Regions from separate parts of the Ovis aries genome. Here region 2 is linked to region 1. The links are chromatin contacts, called in public Hi-C maps. All regions are on one chromosome and are shown on one strand. Each heading gives the region's core, a stretch centred on a gene start, on an enhancer-like site or on the middle of the called end of the contact. The rest is flanking DNA. Distances are from core to core; before and after follow the strand shown.

Evidence for each region. A called contact is a pair of places that touch in the nucleus more often than the background predicts.
Region 2: a Hi-C map of hypothalamus shows a contact between it and region 1, with 2.3 times the contacts expected there. The contact joins the promoter of CD58 here to the enhancer-like site in region 1. A contact is called at or near these places in 4 of 16 Hi-C or Micro-C datasets (blood, hypothalamus, omental adipose tissue and 1 more).

The regions. Positions count from the first base shown.
Region 1 is chr1:93,871,779-93,874,498 of ARS-UI_Ramb_v3.0, reverse strand. CD58 (CD58 molecule) reads left to right here. Exons shown (of 7, transcript XR_009597210.1): 6 at 1-2,694. Among named protein-coding and RNA genes, the nearest start is that of CD58, 65 kb to the left of the region's middle. Within about 2 kb of position 1,453, at least 16 of the 54 cell types and tissues checked have an H3K27ac peak or open chromatin away from gene starts, as enhancers often do. A contact at or near this core is called in hypothalamus, where this site is marked.
Region 2 is chr1:93,937,190-93,939,889 of ARS-UI_Ramb_v3.0, reverse strand. CD58 (CD58 molecule) reads left to right here and starts at 1,310. Exons shown (of 7, transcript XR_009597210.1): 1 at 1,310-1,401.

The DNA.
Region 1 (2,720 bases), core at 204-2,703:
TGTGTTCTCAGTCATCTCCTACTCTTTGCAACCCCACAGACAGTAGCCCGCCAGGCTCCCCTGTCCATGGGAGTCTCCAGGTAAGAATACTGAAGTGGGTTGCCATTTCCTTCTCCAGGGTGTCTTCCTGACCCAGGGATCAAACCCGGGTCTCCTAAATTGCAGGCAGATTCTTTACTGCCTGAGTCGCCTGGGAATCCCAAGAACGTGGCAGATGGTCACATTTCTTCTTCCAACAGATTGATGATCCCAGGTCTTACGTGTCCACTAAGTGTGGCCATGGTGCCCCAGGAGCCCACATGGAGGGGGCGCAGAGGGCTGCGCTGCCCCTGCATGTGGCAGAGGGACCCAGCTGCAGCCCAGTTCCAGTACACCAGCTCTCAGGTGCCAGGCCGGGCATGCCTCCAAAGCCATAACAATTTTCAGGGTGCAATTCTTCTTCACAGTCCAAAGGGGCCCGCAGAGGCACCAGAACAGAGAATGATAAAGTGGAGTAGAAATGTGCCTTTGAAATTTGGGCCCGACTTTCTGCTGTGTCACTAGCTAGCTCTGCGAATCTGAGCAAGTCATTTAAGTTCTCTCTGTTTCAGCTGCAGAAAGTCATCAGTAATTCTTCCCTTCCCTCCTCCTCTGGCCACCGCTTTCCTTCAGCAAATATGAATTAAGGCACCTAGGCAGTAGGATTTTAAAAATGAATAGAAAACTAAAATATCTCCACGATGGCATCATTGAACTCATCCTCTGAGGAGTATGTTAAATCAATACATGTGGAATTCCATCCCTGAGGAATGAGTGCTCTGCAGGAGAGGGTCATGGTACTCACATGTGTCTAAGAGGCAACAGGGAGCAGTGAGGACTGCGGCAAACAGGAGAATCCTTCTAGGGGCAGCAGCTCCCTAGTTTCCACCACTGACTTCAACACTTAGAACCAGTGTTGTCTGACTTTTCTAGAAATATTGGGGATCCTAATTTATAATTGTGGTGTTTAATTCCAATTAAAAAAAAAAAAAACCCATAAACAAGGGCAACAGCCAAAACTAACAACTCCATGAGACACACTAAACAGGTCCTGGAGCAAAGCTGGATGGAAGGAAATGCAAACAAAGCTTCACAAAGGCTAACTGTTTTCAGGAGTCAGACACACCCTATGGATAAGACAAAGGTGCAGGAAAGGTCACAAAGTCTTTAAGGAAGCACTCCTAATGCGTTCTATGAAATGGCAGCATTGTGAGCATGCACACACCAGCCTTCCTCAGGGAGGGTTTGGAGTAGGACAACAATCATTTAGTTTCACGTGAGTGAGTGTACTGGGACGATTACTCCAAGATGACACCAGCCCTTTATACTCCCAGCCCAGGAAGTGAGCTCCTAGGAACCTGAGGGTGTTTCTGAAATGATTCTTAGGGGTGGCAATGCCACCAGTGTCCACTGAGAGTCTCTCTCACGCCAGTGATGGCGTTGCCATCTTTAGTTCTGTGGGAAGTAGCAGTCCTGGGAGGCTGTGGGGTGCAAGGCCCTCTCCAGAACTCTGTGAGAGGATTGCTGCGGCTCCCTGCTCTTGACAGTGATGTGACTGCCTGTTAACTATTTACAGAAGCCAAATGTGGATTTGAAAGGGCTGCTTTCCTGCCAGCCAGTCAGCCAGTAGCCTTCCCTGTACACAGACAGCCTTTGAAGATATTCTCGGCACTTTTTGTGCAGAGGACTTGCACAAAACGGACTTACGTTGAGGACTTTTTCTGTTCATTAATGTGGCACTCAGGGTCTTTCCTTGCAGAGCACGGGCTCTCTAGCTGTGCACAGGGCCTCTGGAGCACCGAGGTTCAGTAGTCACAGCATTTGCAGGCTTAGCTGCTCCATGGCAAGTGGGATCTTCGTTCCCAGAGCAGGGATCAAACCTGTGTCCCCTGCATTGTAAGGCAGATGCTTAACCCCTGGACCACCAGGAAGTCCCTGCTCATTTCACGAGACTCTTGGAAGTGCCTGTGCAGGCCAGCCCGGCTGCTTTCCATGCCTGGTGTCTCTCTCTGAGGCTGCACCCAGGGACCTGCTTACTGCCTCCTTCCCTGATGGAGCAGATCAAAAGGTAGACTCCAGGCTTCAGAGATTGCTCTTTCCAGAGCAGCTTCGTCTGGTCCAAAATCCCCATGAGCAGTGTGACCTTGGGCAAGCCTTAACCTTTCTAGTCCTCAGTTTCCTCATCTGTAAAATGGAACAATTACTAATGTCAAAAAATGTTTCCAGTAAGAAGTAGGAATGTGTGTGAAGTACTTTAAAAGCTGGAATACCTATGAGTCATTTATATGAGCACTCTGAAGCAGGTCTTGGCAAATGTCTTCTATAAAAGATCAGATAGTAACGATTTCAGGCTTTGTCAGCCTTCTCGTTGTATGTGTGTGTGCTCAGTCGTGTCTGACCCTTTGAGACCCCACGGACTGTAGCCCCCAGGCTCCTCTGTCCATGGGATTCTCCAGGCAAGAATACTGGAGTGGGTTGCCATTTCCTTCTCCAGAGGATCTTCCCAACCCAGGGACTGAACCCATATCTCCTGCATTGGCAGGAGGATTTTTTACCATTGAGTCACCAGGAAAGTTATACTCTGTTGCAACTGCCCGATTCTGCTACTACAGTCTGAGAGCGGCCACATAGACCAGTGTGGCTATGTTCCCGTAGAACCTCATTTCACAAAAGCAGGTAGGGGGCTGCATTTGGCTCAAGGG
Region 2 (2,700 bases), core at 61-2,560, 66 kb before region 1:
CAAACAGGTTGGTGTTTGTTAGGACAACAGAGGGTCCAGTTCATGAGTCCAGTTCATGGGAGGAGTTTCCTGCCCACATAGTAAGGAAGAGTTCCCTGAGCCTCAGTGGCTGAGCAGAGGTCACTCTGGTGCTTCTGTCTGAAAGAAAAGGAGCTGTCAGGGAAGCCCATGCCAGGAGCTGGTTCTGGGAATACAGTAGTAACTGAGCCTGGGAGCAGGTGGATTTGAGGCAAGAGGACTAGTCAATAAGATAGAGATTTCAAGTCCCTACTGCAGCTCGAGGGACAGAGATTTGGGGAGGCCAAACACTGAGGGAGTGAACAGGTCTGACTCCTCAGCCTGAGGGTTAGGAGGAAGAGTGAAACAGAGCAAATGGAGAAGGGAGAAACCCGAGGCTGGAAATCCCAGCTCTGAGTAGGGGAGTGCTGGGGTGGGAGTCAGTCTTAAGGAAAAGATGACTGCCCTGCAATGAGGAAAGGTAGGCACTTGAGAGGGGTGGGGAGGTTGGGGCTGCACCAGGGAACTGTACACATTCTAGCAGTTGTCTAGCATGTCCCATTTCCTTTCGTTTTAGTATTTGATTGCCTTCTCCGAGTATTTGAGGAAAGAGTGCTTCAAAGAGGCTGTTTTATCTAGAGTCATCAATGGGGCATGTGTGCTACTCGCTCAGTCGTGCCCGACTCTTTGCGACCTCATGGACTGTAGCCCGCCAGGTTCCTCTGTCCATGGGGTTCTCCAGGCGAGAATACTGGAGCGGGTTGCCGTTCCCTTCTCCAGGGAAATTTTCCCGACCCAGGGATTGAACTCGGGTCTCCGGCATTGTGGGCAAGTTCTTCATCGTCTTAACCTGCAGGCAAAACTTCCGCGCTGCTGCAGCTGCTGGAAAGCGCTGGAAGAATAAAGCGCTTCGGAACCTCCGTGTCCCACCGGAGTTCTCCTGTCACCTCCCGCCCAGTGGGACGCAGCTTTCGGGGACCGACAGTCCGATACCTCCAGCTGCGGGGGCGCCTCCATCGCGTTCCTAATGCCAAGGAAAAGTGCGAGAGGAACGAGGATAAACCTGGTTGTAAAAACGCACGCCACTTTTGCTAAAGAGCTCCACAGAGCAAAGCGGGTGGCTGCGGAATGGCAGGAACGACTGGGACCCGAACTTAGTCCGGGAAAAGAGGAAAGGGCCGGCGCCCAGACTGCATCCGGTGCCAGCCCGCCGCGGGGGAGGCGGGGCGCGCGAGGCGGGGCGCGGGGCGGGGAGCGCAGTGGGGCTGGCTCTCCGGCAGGCCCAGGCCGAGTTGTGCGGCTGCGACCCATTAGCAGAAACTGCCTGGACCGCCATGGCCGCAGGGAGTGCCCCTGGGTGTGCCCTGGGGGCCCTTGGACTGGTCTGCCTGTTCCTCAAATTGGGTGAGTGGAGGCCTCCTCCGGGAGCCCACAGGGACCGGTAGCGCGAGGTGTCAGTGGCCCCCGGGCTCCGGGCCCGGTGGACGGGCGCGGCCCAAGGCGGCTGCAAGTTCGGGTGGCGAAGGTGGCGGGGGGCACGCGCGCGGGACCTGGTCGTGTCATCCACAAATCACCATAGGGTGGTCAGTAAGAAACTTGCTCCTCAGGCTCTGAGGTCTGGGAAAAAGAAACCAGACTCCGGCTCGTTCTCCTTCCCTGCGCTCTTCCCTCCCTTTGGGAGTCCTTCTTAACTCCCACGATCCCCGAACCCCGCTTGTCTTCCACCCCGTGTTTTTCTGGAAGGGGTGCCTTTTCTGCGCGACCCCAGTGACTAAGTTACCACTTCCCGAGACGCCATCGTCCAGAACTTGAGCAGATCTTTTTTTTTTTACTGCTTCCGCAGCCCTCGAGCTTGTCCGGGGCGGGCCTCCCCACTGGCAGTGGATCGCGCTGTGTGCGCGCGCGCCGGCTTCTGCGCTGGGATGGGCGCCCCGCGGCCAAAGCCAAGTGCAACCGCGCCTGTCCCGCGGCCGCGCCCTGGGCTGATGGCGGTGGTTCAGAATCGCCTCGCAACAGGAACGAGTGGGCCTCGATTCGGAGTTTCTAAGTAGTGTGGCTGGTGCTGCTTTCCCCTCCCTTCGGAACAGAAAAGGAGGAATGTGTGAGTGTCTAGGACTGTGTTCCTCCTTTTCACACTTCTTCAGTTAAATTGTCACAACAGCCCCATAAGATAGGTATCTTTGTCTCCATTTTTTTACCTCCTCACCCACATCATCAACCTCTTCCCACACAGGCTCGTAGTTAAGTCATAGCCAAACCCCTGGAGCATAGTAACAGCCCCCTTAATTAGTACTGGGAAAATCCCCCTGCTGGCCCTTTAGCACACACATCTGATCAGCCTTTCCTCTCCACTTTGCGTTCAGAGTGTGTTGAGTGCCTGTGGAGGCATGCGTCTATGGAATACAGCCTGGGTGGGGGTCGTCGTGGTGGGTGGGGGTCGACATGTGCTCAAAAGTACCTACAGTGTAAGGCACAGAAGTAAATGTTGTAAGAGGTAAATATAAAGTGCTGCGGGTGTGCAGAGGGAAGAGAGCCACATCTTTGGTGAAATCAAATATCTTTCGTGAAGGAAAAACTTCCTGGAAGGGAGGGTGTGTGAACCTAGCCTCGGAGGACAGGTGGTATCATGCCATGATGTGGGAAAAGGTGCCAGGAGGAGGAGATCAAGAAAGAAAGAGGAGGAGAATGTAGAGGGAAAACTTT